Linked DNA regions of Mus musculus: region 2 is linked to region 1. Evidence: chromatin contacts called from public Hi-C data. All regions are on one chromosome and are shown on one strand. The core of a region is the stretch at or near the end of the contact, and the rest is flanking DNA. Distances in the headings are between cores, read along the strand shown.

Region 1 (3,962 bases), core at 751-3,250:
AATAACCCATTGGATTAACTGTAACCCATAAGCTTCCCAACAATGCCATGGAGATTTGTTATTAATTATGAAGGATTTAGTCCTTGGGGGAATTGTTCCCAACTAGCTCTTATAACTTAAACTAACCCGTTTATATTAATCTAATCTCTGCCACATAGCTGGTTGCCTCGCCTCAGTTTTACATGTCTGTCTTCCTCCTTGTCTGGATGGAGAACTTTCCATCTCTCGAGTCTGACTGAAGAATCTCTCCTCTGTGTCTCATTGAGGAATCTCACTCCTCAGACTCCCTCCCAGAGTTCCTAACTCTGCCTGGAAGTCCCACCTATCATATCCTGCTTTGCCATAGGCTGTTCACCTCTTGATTAAACCAATCAGAAGGTGTTAGAGGCTTTTACAAAGCAACTAAGACAGGTGTGGCTTAACAATTCCAATGTCTGGGCTGTACTCATATCTCTGCTGGTACAGAAATCACCATTTGAATAATACAAAGACAATCTTACACCATGCACAAAACCGATCATCCCAGCCTTACAAGAGGTGTATACTGGAGGGAGGGTATGCCACACACTGACTGTTGCAGAAAACTCCAAGTCTACTGTCCTTTCTCTCCCTCAACTACACCATAGTCTGGGTTTTTAATTTATTTTGCTGTTGTTTTGGATGAGTTTTGATTGTTAGGAAGCAAGCCAACAAATGCTAAGTCACTGTCCTACGACCATCCCTAGTTTTCACCCTGAATCTGTCCTGCCCAGAACTGACCATAGTCTGCACAGATAAGTTCATCTGTCCACTTGGAACTTCCATTGCTTTCCTTTCACACACAAAATAAATCCACATTTTTACCATGGGGTCAGAACCTCAGAGTCACACACAATGTCATCTTGAGCCCTTTTTTCTTTCCTTGTTCCTGGTGAACATGCTGGTCTTGCTAAGCATCAAATATCCTAAGCCAAATTCTTTGTGGGGAGCTCTTCCTGGGACAGTAAAATCTCCCAAACACCCTGCCCCTTCTCACTCTGAAACCCCTAACTCAGCATTCCTGTCCTTTCATTCACTCCTAATGAATATTTTCTGTTTGATGGACCACCTTCCCTAGTCACACAAAAACTGCAGTGCAGGAGTCACTCTGTTTCAACACTCTCTGCTCTATGCCTTAACCTATATGTGTGTGCCCTAAGTGAGAGAATGACATCTTTAAAGCCCAGGACAGAGCCACTGACATTGTATCCTAAAGGGTGGCCAGCAATCCCAGAAGTGTCAATCTCAAATCATATTTTTTTAATTGAATTTGTTTCACTTTTCTCCCAATAAGAAAGTTCCTCCATGAATACTTACTACATATCCAAAGGCAACTAGACATCTTCAGGGAAAGATTCTGGTACATTACTCGATACTCACAGGCCCCAGCAAAATACAGTCACCAGAAGTAAATCCAAGCTTCTCTATATACTATCCCGTGCTCCCAGAGACACTTGTTTACTCTGCAGAGACTTCCAGGGCCATCGTCCTTCCCCCCCCCCGCACCCCCCTCCGGTAATCCTGCTACCCAAACCCTCACTGCACTCAAGGTCTATCATGCCTCTCCAGTCCAGCTCCAACAGAGGCTGTAGCATTTTTGAGAGCTTGGTACTGACTGTCTTTCAAGACCTTTCTCTGTCGTTAGGCGCTATTACGACGTTCCTGGATGTTCTCTGGCTTTGCTTGCAGATCCTAGAGTCTAGTAACCTTGATAACAGCATCCTGGACCTTTTTTCACTGCTGGTCTCCACAAGACTAGACCACTTGTCTGCCCAGCGATAGGCTAGTGCACCGCAGAGCCTTCTGGGAATTGTAGTTTCGGCCACAAAGTGACTAGGCGCAGGCGCGCTTTATCGCTTTTTGCTCCTGGTCTCCCTCTGAGAAAAGGAGTCCAAAAATCTAAGCGCTGCAGCAGAGAGATTTGTGGGAATTAGGCTTCCCGGCTCCTGGACAAACGCGCAGGCGCGGCTCCGCGTCAAGCAGCAGGCTCCAGCTCATTGTGTCCTGACTACTCTGTCGAGGCTATGCTCTGCAGTGGACAAGCTTCTAAGGGAAGCCCCACGGTGATCTGCAGTGTCCAGAGACTGAAGGTCAGGTCTGGGAGTTGAGAACAGAGGGTACGTAGACTAAGGGTGGGTTGTGGTCCGTTTTGAAAGGCGTGGATCCCACGTCCTTAACTTTGAAGCGCATGTACTGAGATTTGATTCCACACATGGAAGGGACCAGCAGAACTGTTTTGTAGTCGAGCTAAGGGATCCGAACCTGATTGCACGTTGAGAAGGGTTGGTCAGGACCTCTAGCTCATCTTGCTGCAAACTCACAAATACAGTTGCATACAGCTGCTGGTTATATTCCCGGCGTGGCTCCAAGTTCTCTCTGAGGAACTTGAGAAAGGGACACCTTCACTGCAGCCCCTGCACTTGACGAAACTGTGGAGGGTGACTTATGTGAATGATTTCTTCTCCCGGAAACCCGCTCCCTACACTGTCCCATCCGAAACACGAAACAGCCCCCCCCCCACACACACACACACAGAGAGAGAGAGAGAGAGAGAGAGAGAGAGAGAGAGAGAGAGAGAGAGAGAGATCTGGCCGGTTTAACTCCCCTTCCCTTTCAGGAAAAAGTCACCTCTTTGCCTCCTCCTTCCCTCTAGTTGGGATAGAGCTGTCCCAGGAGGAAAGGCTGTCTTAAGACGCCAAAGCATAGCTGCAGGGGAAGGGACAGAGAATGGGTAGAGTTTGAGGACTGGGCCGGGCAAGCTTTCTGCAGGGGAAAGCCAAAGCCACACAAACGGGAAGGCATGCAGGATCTGACTAAAGGAAAGATGCGAAGGAGAGCTGGCATGGGGAGAAGTCACTTTACAGATTGGGTGAGGACAGCTACCTTCAGAGGGAGTATGCACTGGGAGCAAAAGAACAAAGTGAGCCAGGATGTGAATGGTGAGGCGCATCCCTGTGACCTTTGACCCGGCCCTCTCATTACAGGAGTGCAGATGCTTCTAGCCAGAGAACCCCAGCAATTGTAAAGCTCCTCCCCTGCCTCCTTCCTACTCAATGCTCCTCAGCTCACCAGAGAAAAGGAATGGCTGTCAGCCAGCTCCCGGCCCTGGTCCAGGTGAGTCATCACTGTCCAGTGTTGTCCCCCTGTATCCCCAGTTGTGTCCTTGACTTCATTCATTGCTCTAACCAGAAGCTTCCTTTCCAGCCACCCCCAAAGACCCCAGCTGCTCCCTCCCACCACACATCTCCTCCTAGTGAGCTTTAGAGCTTTCTGTAAGGCATGAAAGTGGCACATCTGGGCAGGATTCTAGGTTAGTATAAAATGAAAACCTTTCTACTTCTGTTAGCCAGTAAGATGGTGGTCCAAAATGGTAAAGGCAGGAACTGACATAGGATCTAAAGAAGAAATTTGAACTGTTTCCCGTGAACATGGGGTGTCCTAGACGCCACGTAGTTATTGATGTCTTTTAAAGATAACGTGTAACTTTTGTTTAAGAAGAATATATAGGATTAGTACAAAAATAATTGAAGAACTCTACTTCTATAGGCTAGGGGGATAGTTTTGTGGTAGAATACTTGGTTGGCATGTATAGGGCTCTAAGTTCAGTCTCCAGCACCACACACACACTCTCACAAAGCTGGCACATATACACACACAAAGCTGGGTATGGTGGCTTACACCTGAATTCATAATACTTGGCAGACTGCAGCAAGATTGAAAGTTGAGGCTAACCTGGGCTACATGGAGAGCCTGTCTACAAAGGGCTCAGATCTAAAAGGCATTCTGAGTGGTACCAGTCTCTTTAGGTAAAACCTGTTCTAATTCCTTTTCTTTTAAGTCTTTAACTATCTGGGACAGGGATTTATGGGAGGTCAGAAGCTGGAAGAACCACCAACCAGTTCTAGCTTGCTGACAGCTCATTCTCTTCTTGAGTTTGGTAATCA
Region 2 (3,962 bases), core at 966-3,465, 140 kb before region 1:
GTGCTGTATTTGACATTAGCATATATCCAATGTATAATGAGCAAAATTTGAACACTAGGATATTTTTCTCTATAGAGAAGAAATCAGTAGATGAAATTTATTTCTTTAAAAATAAGTTGGTTTCAGGAGCTCTTAAGAGCACTTGCTGCTCTTCCAGGGGATCCCAGATCAGTTCCCAGTTCCCAAGTCAGGCAGCTTACACCTACTTGTAACCCCAGTTCCAGGGGTTCCACACCATCTTTTGACCTCCTTGGGTACTAGCAGTCATATGGCTGTGGAAAGCAGTCACAAGACCCCTAAGTCCTTTTTCTTTTACTTTTTAGCTCCGTCTAGAGGTGCTTCATTCAGTGTTAGGACTAAGGGGTTCAGCCTTAACAGTGTAGAGTCCCATCTGTAGCTTGTGTTTTCACACACAGTCAGTCTAGATATCTCCACCTCTAAAACATGTTTGTCCTTTGGAAAGCAGTGGGACTCCAGGCTTGTTACCATGACAAGACAAGACTGGGTGTGTGGCTCCAGGCTTGTCACCATGACAAGACAAGATTGGGTGTGTGACTCCAGGTTTGTCACCATAAGACGAGACTGGGTGTGTGGCTCCAGGTTTGTCACCGTGACAAGACGAGACTGGGTGTGTGGCCAGCCTGCCCCTGGGTGTTGTCTGACCCTTTCTTTCTTCTCTGAGAGGATTCCTGCTCCACCTTGAGCTGCAACATGTCTAACTCTAACCAATAAAAGACTGGACAAGAGCAGTCATGACCAAAGCAACAGCCATCTCCCACAGGCTGCTCTGAGGGTCACTGACATGTGACCAAAAGACAGTAAGCAAGGTTTCCCAGAAAGTTCCTGGGAAACTCTTACTGCCCTTACTCTCCTCACCTGGGATGCTAAGAGATGGCTGGGACTTGGCAGCCACTTTGGAAACATGGGGGGGGGGTGTCAATGTGTGATCCTGGGGGCCGGGGAGGAGAGGCCTGGATGGAACCTCACTTCTAGCTTTGCTTTTTCTATCTGGACTTGTCACTATGGAAATAATGATACTCATGAACTCTCCTGCTGTTTAACTAAATATAATCAGGATGAAATTTTCTCAAGAGCTGAGGTTCAAGTGTCTCTTCTAATAATAATGAAATTCCATCCTGATTTCTGGATGTTCTTTCTTTTTGAAAAACAGTCTGATTGGCTAAGCAGGGGGAGATGGTAGAGGTGACATCCAAGGTCAGACCCCATGTCTTTCTATCTTAGACACCTTGTCACCAAGCTGATATGCACCATGCTAAGAGGACTTAGAGCCCCTGTTGAGGAGCCTTGTCACTGACTCCTTCATGTCCTTGTTCCTCAGGCTGTAAATGAAGGGGTTCAGCATGGGGGTAACCACAGTATACATGATGGTGGCTACCGTGTCCTGGGTGGAGAAGGAGTCTGGAGGTCGTATATAGATACCCAGTACTGTGCCATAGAACAGAGTGACCACAGACAAGTGTGAGCTACATGTGGAAAATGTCTTGTGCCGGCCCTTTGCAGAGGGGATCTGGAGGACCACCATGGTGATTCGGACATAAGAGACCACAATGAGAATGCAGGGGGCCACAAAGAGGACCACAGCTCCCAGGAAGACAAGTTGATTGACTCGTGTGTCTGAACAGGCCAACTTCATGAGCAGGTAAGCATCACAGTAGAAGTGAGAGATCTCCGGGATGGAGGAGCAGAAACTCAGTCTGCTCATGAGGAGTGTGTGCATCAGAGAGATGAGGGCAGAGCACATCCACACAACGGCTGCCAGCCCCACACAGAGCTGGGGGGTGATGATGGTGTGGTACTGTAGTGGGTAGCATATGGCCACAAATCTGTCCAGGGCCATGGCAGCCAGCAGAAAGGTGTCCACATTGGCAAAAGAAATCAGGAAGTACGTCTGAGTTAGGCAGTGGACATAAGAGATGGTCCTTGTTCCAGCCACATGGCCAGCCAGGAGCCTGGGGATGAGATTGGTGGTGAAGCAGACATCAACGAAGGAAAGGTTGGCCAGGAAGAAGTACATGGGGGTGTGCAGGCGGGGATCGGAGATGATGGCCAGGAAGATGAGTGTGTTCCCAGCTACCGTGACCAGGTACATGCACAGAAAAGCCCAGAAGAGGATTTGTTGCTGCTGTGGGTCATTGGTGATGCCAAGCAGGAGAAACTCGCTGACTCCAGTCTCATTCTCCCTCCCCTTGGACATCTTCCAGAGGATCAGGCTCCTGGAGGGGAGAGGCCAGACACTGGAACTCACTATGTGGTCAGACTCAGGTCATAGCTCATATGTAGGAGCTTTCTACCAGAACTCGTGTGTGTGTGTGTGTGTGTGTGTGTGTGTGTGTGTGTGTGCGCGTGCGTGCGTGCGTGTGTGTGTGTGTGTGTGTGTGTGTGTGCGTGCGTGTGTGTGAAGATCACAGGAGAACTTTAAGGAATCAATTCTCTCCCTCTACTGTTGGTTCTAGAGATGGAACCGGAGTGCTCAAGCTTGAAATGTGTTGGCAAGTTTTACATAAACTTGACACAAGCAGAGGTCAAAGGAGAAGAGAGGGCTGTAATTGAGAAAACTCATTCATAAGATCAGGCTGTAGTCAGGTATACAGCGCATTTTATTAATTAGTGTTTGATTGGGGATGAGGAGCATTGTGGGTGATAGCATCCCTGGGTTAGGGGGCCCTGGCTTCAATAAGAAAGCAGGCTGAGCAAGCCAGAAAGTAGCACCCTTCCATGTCATAGGGTCCTGCCTCCAGGTTCCTGCCCTGTTTGACTTCTCCAATGAACAGTGATGTGGAGGTCTAAGCCAAGTGAACCTTTATCTCCCCAAGTTGCTTTGGTCATGGTGTTTCCTTACAGCAATAGTAACCCTAAGTATGGCAGATGCAGAAGCCATGACCGGGTACTGCTTACTGGCTTGCTCAGCCTGCTTCCTTATAGACCCATGGCCTCCAGCTCAGGGAATGCCCCACCTAAATGGGCTAGGCCCTCCACCATCAATCACTAATTAAGAGACTCACAGTCACAATTACCTTCTGAGCCACCTCACTGGACCCTGTCTGTGTAGCTTCATCAGGTGTTCCTCCTTGTGCTGCTCCTTGCTTACACCTCTATCAAATTTGCTTCTTCATGGATTCAATTATGGAATATTTTCCTCATGAGGCCATGCATTCCCCAGAACAGAGGCACATCTGTCTCAGGCACTGCTCAGTGCCAGGAACAATGCCTGGCACACAGTAGGTGCCCAAGAAAGTAGTCAAAGGAAAGAATGTTCACAAAGTCCTTGAACACTAAAATCCAGCAACGTAAAACTGCAGCTGCTGTAGAAATATCTGGTTGTATTTAAGCAGTCCATCCAAGAAATTAAACCAGGCTGGAGAGATGGCTCAGCAGTTAAGAGCACTGACTGCTCTTCCAGAGGTCCAGAGTTCAATTCCCAGCAACCACATGTTGATTCACAACCATCTGTAATGGGTTCTGATGCCCTCTTCTGGTGTGTTTGAAGGCAATAACAGTGTACTCACATATATAAAATAAATAACATCCTTAAAAAAGAAAAGAAAAGAAAAGAAAGGAAAACAAAAGAAAGGAAACCGAGAGGCTGTACTGATGGCTGAATGATTGAGTGTTTCCTGTACTTTCAGGGGACTGAAGTACTGTTCTCAGCACCCATTGCAGGAGGGTCACAACTGTCTGTATTTCCAGGTCTGGGGAGTCTAGTGCCCTCTACTGGCCCCCAAAATCACCTGCCTGAACATACTCCCCCCACACACATTTCTTTAAAAACAAACTAAAATAGATATTGCAAGCATGATGTGCAGAATTGAGAGCTGACCCTGACAGTGCTCAGCCAGGGCCAGTGTTGACAAGTGTAAGGTCATGGTCTATAGGAGTTTCTTCTGTGTCACTGTGAAAGAGGATGACATGTACAGACTCTGAGTGACACAGGGCCTGTGACT

The links. A called contact is a pair of places that touch in the nucleus more often than the background predicts.
Region 2: a contact with region 1 is called in a Hi-C map of nephron progenitors, with 4 times the contacts expected there. The contact joins the promoter of Olfr54 here to the promoter of Zfp454 in region 1. A contact is called at or near these places in 1 of 39 promoter capture datasets (the SN4741 cell line), 1 of 484 Hi-C or Micro-C datasets (nephron progenitors) and 2 of 9 other capture datasets (adipose tissue and pancreatic islet).

Annotation. Positions count from the first base shown.
Region 1 is chr11:50,885,539-50,889,500 of GRCm38.p6, reverse strand. Zfp454 (zinc finger protein 454) reads left to right here and starts at 2,000. Exons shown (of 6, transcript NM_172794.3): 1 at 2,000-2,135; 2 at 3,003-3,132. The coding sequence starts at 3,100.
Region 2 is chr11:51,025,257-51,029,218 of GRCm38.p6, reverse strand. Olfr54 (olfactory receptor 54) reads right to left here and starts at 2,215. Exons shown (of 1, transcript NM_010997.1): 1 at 1,274-2,215. The coding sequence starts at 2,215. The coding sequence ends at 1,274.